2 separate regions of the Mus musculus genome follow, and region 2 is linked to region 1. A link is a contact called in public promoter capture Hi-C data. All regions are on one chromosome and are shown on one strand. Each heading gives the region's core, a stretch centred on a gene start, on an enhancer-like site or on the middle of the called end of the contact. The rest is flanking DNA. Distances are from core to core; before and after follow the strand shown.

Region 1 (5,924 bases), core at 2,389-4,888:
CAAACCCCCATACACATAAAATAAATAAGTCTTAAAAAAAAAAAAAAAAACAGGCAAGTGGGGGCGGAGCTTGGACAGGTGGCTCAGTGCTTCCGAGAGCCTGCTGCTCTTCCTGCTTCCCAACACTCGAGTCAGATGGCTCTGTGACCACCTGTGACTCCAGCTTCAAGGGATCTTTTTACCCTCCTCTGACCTTGGCAGCACACAAGTGGCACAAATACACACACACACACACACACACACACACACACACACACACACACAATTACAATAATAAACCTTAAACATCAACTAACCAAAAGAACTCTGACAGTGAGCTTCTGGGGGCAGAGGCCAGCACATCCCAGTTACAGAGACCTCAATATCCACCCTGCTTCTCTCCATGTGCCTGGTACCCGGGGAGAGTATCTGCCTTGAGCTAATCTCCTGGCAAACACCTGCCAGGCAAATGAACAGTATTCATGCCCAAGAGCAGAGTCTAAATGGGATTGCAACGATTCCCTCCCCTCCCCCCTCCCCCTTCCAGCCCATCGAGAAAACAACAGTGCTGTTAGCTGAGGATGTTCAGGTCTGGTACACGGTATTTTAGGGGAGCAGACAAAACAAAAAATCCATATCCTCCTAAAACACAGGAGCTGCAGTTTAGGTCGAACACCAGCAGCTGCTCCAGGCCCTCTTCTGTCCTCCTGGCAAATGTCACCGCCAGTGGAGCTGGGTCCCTGTGAGCCAGACCTGAGTATGAGGAAGCTCTCCCACAAAATTAGCCAAACAAATCCAGGCCTCTCACACCCTCTGTTTGACTTGACTCTGTTCTCTGAAGGACACAACATTCTGGTCACCTGCCCTCAATCCTTCCCTGTTTGGGACACAGTTGCACAAGTTACCTAACAGTACACGTAGTACTAATAATTAACAAACGGCGCTGGGCTGTGTGTCTTTCCAATATACAGAGGAGCTCGTCAAACACATGGCACCAGTCTCAGTGTCAAAGGTTTAACAGAGAATAATGCCTGCGTTATGCTAAGAGAAAAACCATCATTAAAATCCAGTGATGGAGTCTACCGAAGGCATGCTACAGACAGAGGGGAGGGCATACTCTCCAGGCAAGGGGAAAAGATGCTAGAGGATGGGCAATTTCTGTGGTCCTGGAACAAGGATGTGGGGATAGGGGACCAGAATGCTCCAGTGTCTAATGAAAAGCAAATATCCACATGCTAGCATGGGTTGAAAGATGGCACGGCCTCTGGAGAGCACGGCATGATGGCTGGAGGAGGACTCCCAGGGATGCTGCCTGAGCTCGCTCCAGTGTTAGGAGAACAAACCATGTTTTAGGCAGGCTGAGGAGATGGGACTGATCTTGAACCTCACAAATGAAGTCTCTGTAAATCCAAAACTAATTGTCCAAGGGGTTCTGTCAAGTCACACGTGAGCCCAGTGTTTTACCTTGATTTCCCTGATGGATGCTTCGGTGTCCATGGAGATGGAGGTATCTCCACTCCCTCTCCGGGAGGAAGTCCCACCCAGAGATGCCAGTGTGGCTGCAGACAGGCTAGGCATGTTACGGGAGCCCTGGAATGGGGTGAAGATCAGATGTGATTAGGTAAAACCAAAATTACCAACGGGTTGAACATCTCAGAACCTTTTCTGTCAATGTTAGCTTCCACAGGTGATCATGTTTGTGTATGAGCATGTGTGTGAGGCACGGTGAGCTAGATGGCCAGCTGCAGTATTGGGGCTACAGGTCCGTGTGAACACACCGGCTTTTTACATGTGGGCTGGGGATTTGAACTCAAGCTGTCACTTTTGTGCAGCAATCACTTTATCCACTGAGCCATTTCTCTGGCCCCAGAGCACCCTTTTTTAAACTCAGTTTCTCTACTGGACTTCTGGCTAGTGATAAAGAGGGTTCATTCGGAGCTGTCTCACTGGTGTCTGGTTAGCCATGAGCTCTTCGCTGTCCCTCATATTTCAACTCATGATGGACTCCTTTGGGGATATAACATCATGTTGTGTGGCCCTCTTAGTAGCCTCTGTCATTCGATTACTTTATTAAGCACCAAGTAACTGGGTTCCTGTCAGCCTCACCCAAGACCATCTCGTTTCACAACTAAGCTAAGGCAGAGGCTTACAGAAATCCTTACCTTCTCAGCAAAGTCTTTGTCTGGTCTTTCTTCTACCTGTGGGGGAAATGGACAGCTGTCAAATATTACAAAGCACTGAATTACAACTCCTATGATCATTTCAAAGACCTGTATTGATCTGGAGATTGATGCTAAAAAACAAAAGAAACACAACAACAACAACAACAACAACAACAATAACAACAACAAAAAGTCCAAACCAACTGCACAAATCAAGAAACGCTAGCTTGTGCTATAATTTAAAAAGTAAAAAGAGAAACTCTTATTAAACTCTGGCTCTCCCCATCTTTCCTGCCTCTCTGGGGCCCTTCCTTCCCTCAGATAGAAGCCTCAGTGGGACTTGGAGCAGTCTAGGAGGCTGAGAGCAGTGTGCATTGGTGCTGGGTCCCAAGGGATGTACACACCTGGGGTAGAGGGTGTCTTGGGGACAGAGGCTGAGTCTGACTTAAGGACTATCCCTTCCTTTGCTCAACATCTACTATGAGACCAAGTTCCATTCCTGGGCCTCTGGGAAGTCAGTCACGCAGGCACCATGCTGAAACACCATCAGAACCTGCTGCCCTCTTAATGCCAAGTTCAGAAGTTCTTAGCTTTGACCCCAAGAGTTTTCACCAAAAGAGGAGTGACACTGCATCTCAGACTCACAGATATGAGTGGCCTGGGACTCTGTGGATACCTGTGCAGGTTTACAATGGTAACCACCATGCTCTGAGGTTACAGAGCACAGACAACATGAATAGCAAGTGAAAATGGTCACCAAACACAAGACCAGTGGGCACCTCCGATGCCCGTTTCTTTTCTAGGTGTGTCCCAAGTCTAACTAGCACATGGCAAGGACTCAGGGGCCCTGCTGCACAGACCAGTGGAGTCACAGCTAGCCACTGCTCATGTGTGGGGTTATTAGCAGGTGTGAAGTTCACACTGGCCTAACTGTACAATCTGGGGATGCTAAGGCAGGCCCCGATTGAGACAGTCATATCTCACTGTCTGCAGAGTTAAAGAGCCCTGCTCCATTTTCCTTGGGGGTGTGCACATGTATGAATGTTCACAACTGTGAACATGTGTATGCATTTACAGAATGGAAGAGCCCTGCTCCCCTCTCCTTGGGTATGTATTCGTGTATGCATGTTCATGTTTGGGAGCACGTGTGTGCATGTGGAGGCCTCAAAAAAAGCCAATAGAGAGAAAAATATAGTTTGTATGTCCCATAGTTTTTTTTTTTTTTAAAGTCTTTGCTCTAACATAGATAGTTAATGCAGAATACGAAAACTTGGGGTGGGGATATAGAGACCATGTGGAGAAAAATCTAAAACTGTGTTCCTGCTCTCAACACAGATACATGAAATGTACCCTTCAGCATATAGTGCATCTAGTTTTGTCTTCAAATTGACAAAGTGCATCTATTTGTCAGCCTTTTTGAAACAGCCAGGGGCCCCAAAGGGCCCCAACAGGTCTGCTATTCCCGCTGGCTCCACTAGATGGCGGTCTAGCCTGGTCTGTCTATGGTTAGGTTGGCCTCAGGTCAGGCCCAGAAAGCAGACAGCTGTACCCTTTTCAGAAAGCCCCAGACACAAAGGGACAGATAAGTAACCCAGACGGAATGCTTCACTCTGAGCATGTCACTGCCCCTCTGAAAATAACAGACAGCACACATTCACGGCTGTTCCGTGACCGGTGTGAAGGCTGCCATGGAGACAAGGCCACCAAAGGTGGCCACAGAAGGGTGGAGCTCAAGGGCTGCTGTTGGCCACAGCAGGCACAAGGGACAAGCAAGTCATAGGACTCTTGTGACCCACTGAGTTGTTCTATCACCATTCCCCAGTTCTCCGCAGTTGAGAGTAATGCCCCACTAACAGGATTCCAGATGGCACAGTCTTTTATCATTGCCACTAAGTGTATTCAAAGACATCTAAAATTTACCAGGCATGGTGGCACATGCCTGTAATTCTAACATGTGAGAGGTTGGGGAAGAAAGGTTTGACTCTGAGGCCATGCTTGGCCCCAGAGCAAGAACTAGTCTCAATTTTCTTCCTCTAAATTTTTTTTTCCTCCTAAAAACAAGTCCCTTCTAAGAAACTTCAATGGGAGCAAAGACTCCTTCCCTTCTAAAACCAAGTCCTCTACAGGAAGACGGTAGCACAGTGAGTCCAGTCCGCACCATCTCAGTGGGTTTCTGATGAGAATCACATGATGACATTTTAAACATCAGCTTGCATGTCACCATTAGAAGGTAGAGAGACCCAAGAAAGAGCTGGGTATGAGAGAACCTAGCCTCATGGTCCCAGCTCCCAGGTGGGCCACAGCAAGACCCTGGAAAGCAAACAGGCTCCCATTGCAACGACCCTCTCAAAACAAGGGACACAGCAAACCCTGCTCAGGGAGCACCGGTTTTAAGGACCAATTCCCTTCGAATGCAGGTAACAGTGGGGCTTACTGTTGGAGTGGGGATTTTTGGTTTTATTGTGTATTATTTATTTGGGGTATGTGTGCATGACATGACACATGTTGGGGAGGGGTCAGAGGGCAACTAGTGGGGCTTGGTCTCCCCTTCTATGTGAGACTTTGGGTTCAGACTCATCAGGCGTGACAGTAAGTACCTTTACCCACTAAGCCATCACACTGGCCCTAATTCTATTTTTAAGACAGAGTTTACGGGATTGAGAGTAGCCTGAGATTCACTGCGTTGCCCAAGGTAGCCTTGAAATCAGGCTTCACCTTTCTCAGCCTCTCTAGTATTGGGATTACCATTATGAGCCACCATACTTGGTGGACCATAGGTTTTAGATCCAATCTCGTACCCATAGGTGCAAGCTTGCTCTCCACCTGGACCCTGCCTTGCCTCTTTAGACAACATGAATCACGGGGGCGGGGGTGGGGGGTGGGGGGGTGGGGGTGTCTTTGTTTTCAAATTCGAATGGGCAGACAGCTAGCTCAGCACTTTTCTATGAGTACACAAGACAGCAAGTCCTGGCTCCACCCGAGACATTCCTGAAGGATGCTTCAGATCTGTGGAAGCTCTCTTGGATTCCAGTGGGCTGTAGGGCTTAGATGAGGAGGATGCCCTAGGTGTCACCTGGCTCTGCTTGGCTGTGGTTCAAGCCTAGATCCTCTAACCCCAGCTTCTGCCTCTCTCCACGCACCTGCCCTCATGGCTCGTGCAGGTGCAACTGATGTTTATGTTATTTATTTGATGAACATCTTCTAGCCCAGTCTGTGTATCCCATGAAGGGCGAGGGCAGGTTTGCATTGCCTAACACTGTTGACTCATGACCAGACTATTCTAGGTGCTCAATTAACATGAGAAAAATATGGGGGGGGGGTGCGCGCGCATGTGTGCACTTCCTACATTTCTTTCTGTGGCTTTCCAACCAAAAGCAACTTGGGAAGGAAAAGCTTTATCTGGCTTGCACCCCCCAGGACACAGTCTGCCATAGAGGGGGCACCAGGGCAGGAACTTGGAGGTAGGAACCATGGCTAGCTTTTTTATAAAACCCAGGACTGTCTAGGGATGGTATCGCCTACAGTAGGCAGCACCCCCTACAGCAATTAAAATCATCTTTTACAGACCAACATGGTAAAGACAATTACTCCATTGAGACTCTGGTTTCAGGTGATTCTAGGCTGTGCTGACAGTTAACACTAATTAGGATGGAAAGGCTAAGTGGAGGTGGGGACGGAGTTACAGAAGAATGGGAGTGGAGTGGGGAGTGGTGCTGGAATGAGGTGGAACTCCGTCCCCTGCCACTTACATTCGGGCTGATGCATCTTGGCTCTCCTAAGAAT
Region 2 (5,924 bases), core at 1,884-4,383, 220 kb before region 1:
AGAGTAGTGGCCGTGGGCAGCCGCAGCGTGCAATGAGCTCATGCCATCCAGGGCTCTCAGGCGCACGTCGGCCCCGCAGTCTTTCACCAGGAACTGTGCCAGATGCAGGTGGCCCTCTTGGCAGGCCAGGTAGAGTGGAGAGGCACCACTGCATGTCCGCTGGTTCACACCACTGTGATGGAGGGAGGCTCATGAGGCCTGTGCCCAGAACTGCCCCAGGGAGGATGAGCGGGGGCAGCATCTGGAAGTTTTCTGCAGGTTTCTCTTGGGCCTGGGTGACTCCTTAGTTCCTAGTGACCAGCTGCAGGGAAGGCCAGTGTCCTACCCCAAACTGACATCATCCTCCGGTGACACAGACTTGCCCTTGACCCCTGCCACCTGACCTTCTTGTCTGAGTTTCCTTAACTCTTGCCATCTGCTGCCTCAATGGGCTCTGTGCACTTGGCTGCTGCAACCTGTCTTTAACTCTTTCCTTGCCTGGGTCAAGCTTACTCATAGCAGTTCTTTTAGATGGAGGAGGGTCACAGTCTTGACTGATTCTGCATTCTCAGCAGAATTCTGTAGAGACAGAATCAGCCCCTCACTCCTAAGGGTCCCCTCTGCCTCTGTATGACTAGTACTGTCTGTTGCTGCCACAGAGCACCTCTTGCCAGACACAGCTCTATCCAGTGAGCAGAGTCTTCGCTTTGTGCTAGAACCGTGCTCACTGGGACTAGGAGGAGACGGCCTCCCTTAACAGTAAGCCTTGGCTCTTAATTGCTCCTGGCTCAAGACATGTTTGTCTTCTAGGTCTCTGACTGTGCCTTGGCCTTGTCTCATCTCTGGGGCCCTTGATGAGCAGGGTGCCACCCACCTAGGCAGGGGAGGCAGGAGAGTAATGGCAGCTTCCACAAACACCCTGCAACTCACTGAGTGACTTTGGATCCACCCCAGAGGGGGTCTTCTATTTCATCATGGAGAGGCAATTACAAGCTTCAACTGCCAGAAGGGGAAACTGAGGCTGGGAGATGAATGATTTCCTCAGGGGGCAAGGGTTTGAGTTTCTTCCCTTTCAAAGCTCGTCTGGCCACCTTGTTCTAGCAAGGTGAGCTTTGTATAGGGCTCAGACCAGAACACAGCAAAGGAGGAAAGAAAATAAAATTGGAAACTGCTTGTTTGCTTGTCTTCCCTTATCCACAGACCCTAGAGGGTGCGGCACAAGGCCTTGGTTTTGATGAGGCCTTGGTCCAGTCAAGGGATCCCCAATGTGGAAGATGAACCCAGTCAGCATGCTGAAGGCAGTTGCTTTTCCTGAGCACCTTGGATGCAACTCTTGAAGGCTCCTCCCCCTTCAACCTGTACAAGCTGCACCTATGTTATAGGCCCTCCCTGACCCACGCAGAACTTGCACCCATACTTTCTGACCCTGCTTATCCTCTGCCTCTGTTACCACAGGGTCTGTCTCCAAGGCCACCAGCATGTCTTCCTGTGCTTCCCCTCTGTGAAGCCCCTCCCCCCTTCGGTGGCCAGTCCCTGTGGGTAAGGTTCTGGGATCTCACCTGCTGTGGGCCGCTGTCAGGAGTTTCAGACAGGTCAGATCACCACTTACAGCAGCGTGGTGCAGTGGTAAGGCCCCTTCCAGCGTCTCCAGTGTGGCTGCATGGCCCTCACGGAGTAACCACTCCACCAGGGCTGGGTGTCCAAACCGGGCAGCCAGGTGCAGCGGAGAGACACCTGAGGCATCTTGGTCCTACCGGGGCATAAGCAGGACACCGAGTCTATGCAGGTCCCAGTGCAGCCCTAGGACCCTAGAATGTCTGCAGTCCCTCTCCAGTTCCTCCACCCCCTACTGAGACTGAAGGAACACCCTGACTGAGGAAGAAGCTGGACCCCACCCCACCCCAGCTGCTTACCATCCTCATCAGCTGAGTCCCTGTACGTTCTGCACATGCTCAGAAAGAATTCTAATAGCACAGTGATTCCCACCATGGCTGTTCCAGGGCACCAGCCTCTAGACCTCTGGGCTTCTCCCCTCTCCCTGATGGTCCCCAAGGCATTTCTCTTCAAGGTGTCAAGCATCCAGTAGACCTGGCCATTCCCTGAGGGTGCTATGATCCAATGTGAATCTAGAGACAGTTCAGTGTCTGTCTGCCCTTTACCCTCGGGGTCATTGGATAGATCCGTGAACAATGCTGTGGAGGCTGAACCACACTGCTCTATGCCACGTGGAGGTGTCTCCATCTCTATCCAACTCTGTTGATTGTTTCGAGCTCTCAAGAAGGCAGCCACGGCTAACAACTCTAAGTCCCTTGCCTGTACCAAGCAGGTCTAGGCATGCAAGCAAGTAGGAGGCTGGTAGCTCTGATAGAAATGTTCTAGCAAGATGGTCGCCATACTCGAGAGCCTTCTCACTACCACAGTCTGTGTCCCTAGGGGTACAAGATCCTGCGTACCCAAAGCCACTTTTTAAATCCACTCCTCGACCCTTTGATCAGGTCTGGTGATCAGGTCTGATCAGAGATGAGATCCTGAACACAGGCAAGGCCATCGTTGGCAGCCCTGGGTGCTCCTTGCTGAGGGAGGTGTGGAAAAACCCCAGTGACTTTTCTGTGCCAGTGCTGGATACATCTGAGGTTGTGGCTGGTGTTTAAGGGCTTTATGCGTTTTTTAGGGGGGAAGGGATGGGTTGGGAGAGGCAGAGGCACACATCTCTGACTGAGAGCTCAGGGCCTTCTAGGGATCGGACTTTCTGGACTCACCTCACCTCACAAACAGGCACAGAGCCGTCCTGTTCTAGCTTACCTGCAGCCCGCAGCCCGCATCACGGACCAGCCAGCACAGCTCTGCCAGGTTGCCCGTGGCTGCTGCATCGTGCACTGGTGTGGCCCCGTTGTGTGCCTGCTGGTTGCCTGGCAGCTTGGCTCTCTGTACCAGGAACTTGACACAGTCCAGGTGACCAGCCCGGGTGGCATGATGCACCAGGCCAGCCCCCAGATCATCAGTGATGTCTGGTCTTAGGGCACCAGCCTCAAATAGCCGTTCCAAGGTGGCCATATCCCCATCCTTGGAGGCCACCAGTGCCTGCTGCGCCTCCATCCTCAAGTCTGACTCTCAGTAGTGGCTTGTGTACAGGCCCGGCACGGCTTCCTGTTTCAGGCGTGGACGCTGCTGAAGGCTCTGGTTACCTGATAAGCAGCTCCCGGGGCAGATGGGAGGCAGCAAGAGGGGGGCAGGCTCTGGAGACTGGCCCTCAAAGCCTGGCCCAAGCAACTCGGGCTGGGTGCCTGGCCCTTCCAAGCATGAAGAGTGCGGGCCTGGGGGAAGGGTATGCAAGTCAGGCTGGCAGATTCCACTCAGCGGCTGGAGCCCTACCATCTACAGAGTGAAGTGAGAGCACCCCTCAGCAGGGCTCCTGGCCTGGGATGGGTCTCCAGCCTGCCAGCCAGCCAGCCAGCCAGCGAGCGGTGCTCACAGCTATAGTCAGCTCAGGCTCAGAAACCTGCCCCAGGAAACACTTCAGTGATAGACTAGCAGGCTACCCAGGAGACCCACTGCGATAGCCTTAGAGTCTAAATGCCATCACCCAAGGCACCCAAGACACAGACATACACATTCTGTGTGTGTGTGTGTGTGTGTGTGTTTACTTGAGACAGGGTCTCACTAAGTAGTGGTCTGGAACTCACAGAGAACAGTGATCCACCCGTCTCTATCCACCCATTGCTGGAATTAAAGGTGTGTGCAACTGTGCCTGGCTGGCTTGTATCTGAAATCCAGTCCTTGGCTGTTCTCAGCACCGACACTGGAGGAGCTTGCCTTGGCTGCTGGATTAAGGTAAGGCTGAGGGGATGACCTCACAGGCCCACATTGCCCCCTCTGGCCACAGCACTCTTGGGAGTCTGGACCATCCATGGTCCTTGGCTGGGGAAGTCAGGACTAATGTGGGGTCACCATGGTGCTATAGGAAGCTGCTGATCAGAGACCAACCTCAGGCTACCAGAAGTCCCTTTCAAGCCCCGGGGCTGCAGTGTCATTTCACAAGGTACATCAGAAACCTCCTCCCCTTCAGCTCAGATAGACAAGTGTACATCCCTGCGAGCAGCAAGACAGAGATTCTCCCACCACCGCCAGAGAAAGCCCAGGCCACTTCAGCAGGTGCAGACATGTTTCATTAGTTCATTTAATTTCTGACAACTGTTTTCACGGGTTGCGTCATCCTTTGGTCCACAGACCCAAAAAGCAGCCTCCAGGAAGACATTCCTATATAAACCTTGGTGCGATGTGTGCCACACATCCTTAAGATGGCACAGCCTTTTGCAAAATAAAATTAAAATGGAATCTGAGCGAGAAATGATCAGATTTCCCACTTTGGCAAAGACTGAGCTCAGGCACCAGCCTCCCGGTACCACGCTGGAGGTGGATCCCTGAGTAGAAGGCAGGGTAAGCTTCGACTTCCGGGGACAAGGCATGGGACATCTGCGGACCATCAGGCCAGGGAGGCAGGTGGGCAGTGGCTGGCTGAGGGCAGAGGCAGGGCTGCACTGGAGAAGGGTGTGTCTGTAGGTGCACAGGGGAAGCACGGGGGTGGGGGGTTGGGGGTAGGAGGGGGAGTCAAAATCAACTTTCCTATTCTCACACTAGCAGCTAAGTGACACCGGACCAAGACTTGGGTTTTGTCTTCTGACCAAGGTGCCTTCTGGGGTCAGGCGGTCCTGGCAGGCTGCCCGATAACTGGAATATTCCTATTCCCCTGTGGCCTTTGTCAGAAGGTGACAGGGAGAAGTCCTATGTGACATGGCTGTCCTGAGCTTGTAAGGATGGGTGCTGGGGTGGGATTCTGTGCGGTGGGCAGCCCCTCGTCACTCTGCACCCCACAGTAGGACAAGTCACCTCAACGCAGCTCTTGAGATGGGGCAGCTTAGGGACCAAGGGCTTTTGCAAGCGGTTTCCTATGGATCGAGTGGTAAAAGTCCAGCTGGCTACAGAGAGCGGCTGCTAGTTCTAGAGCCGCCCTTCCAGTTGGGCCACGGCCTGCTTCAGGTCCTGTACGATGAGATCCACATCAGCCCTGGTGGTACCGCGGCCCACGCTGAGCCGGACTGCATTCCGGGCCACGTCCACAGGAATGCCGCAGCTCAGCAGCACTGGGGATGGCCTGCAGAGGAGGGAGAGCATCGGCTGCTGTGAGGACTTACTTTCCTCTGTGCTCCTTCTGCCTCTCAGCCAGGCTCTCAAGCTGTGGATGTGCTGGGTCCCCGCAGTGCCCACCTACCTGCCCTGATGACACCGTTTGGGGTCTTCCTGTCCCCAGACTCCCTGGCCCAAACATTCCTCCAAGCCGACATAGGTAAGGCCCCCCTAACACTCTCCATTTCTCTCTGGTACCCATTTGTGCTTCACATGGGGAACCATATTGCTCTCTAGCCCTAACACCTTCCTCCCATGCTTCTACCGACTATGTTCAGCTCTGCACTGAGCCCTGGCTCCTGGGCCTTTCCTGTATTGGAGTCATGGTAAACATTCCTTTTTGTTTTTGTTTTTTCGAGAGAGGGTTTCTCTGTGTAGCCCTGGCTGTCCTCAAACTCAGAAATCTGCTTGCCTCTTCCTCCCAAGTGCTGGGATTAAAGGCGTGCGCCACCACGCCCGGCCATGGTAAACATTCTTTGAGCAATGCCATCTAGTGCTTAATTGGGGGAGCCCATGTGCCCTTCCCATCTGTACCTCCCCTTCCCCCCTGCTTCCCAGCTGGCCTCAGTCTCCCTGCTCCTAAGGGAGCCTCGGCCATCATGTGCTGGACTCCAGGCACTGTGTGGCCAGGTCCTTTCTCTCTTCTGTGAACCACTGATTCCGGAGAGCCTGGTCCTTGTCCTCCTCTCCTGGTTAGCACAGGGACCATTCACATGCCCACTGAACTGTCCCACCAGCTCTGGACCCAGGACTGATTGCTG

What was found. Promoter capture Hi-C pulls out the DNA fragments that hold promoters and counts their contacts.
Region 2: a promoter capture Hi-C map of liver shows a contact between it and region 1, with 2.3 times the contacts expected there. The contact joins the promoter of Espnl here to the enhancer-like site in region 1. A contact is called at or near these places in 4 of 39 promoter capture datasets (the 3T3-L1 cell line, the C10 cell line, liver and 1 more), 5 of 484 Hi-C or Micro-C datasets (B cells, double positive thymocytes, liver and 1 more), 1 of 115 datasets of contacts at active chromatin or transcription factors (pancreatic cancer cells) and 2 of 9 other capture datasets (adipose tissue and liver).

Annotation. Positions count from the first base shown.
Region 1 is chr1:91,096,830-91,102,753 of GRCm38.p6, reverse strand. Lrrfip1 (leucine rich repeat (in FLII) interacting protein 1) reads right to left here. Exons shown (of 25, transcript NM_001310732.1): 13 at 2,142-2,177; 14 at 1,444-1,569. Among named protein-coding and RNA genes, the nearest start is that of Rbm44, 45 kb to the left of the region's middle. Within about 2 kb of position 3,638, at least 105 of the 459 cell types and tissues checked have an H3K27ac peak or open chromatin away from gene starts, as enhancers often do. A contact at or near this core is called in B cells, liver and pancreatic cancer cells, where this site is marked.
Region 2 is chr1:91,319,284-91,325,207 of GRCm38.p6, reverse strand. It overlaps Espnl (espin-like), which reads right to left and starts at 3,133. Exons shown (of 9, transcript NM_001033292.3): 1 at 2,782-3,133; 2 at 1,539-1,729; 3 at 1-172. The coding sequence starts at 3,075. It overlaps Scly (selenocysteine lyase), which reads right to left. Exons shown (of 12, transcript NM_016717.3): 12 at 4,128-5,131. The coding sequence ends at 4,978.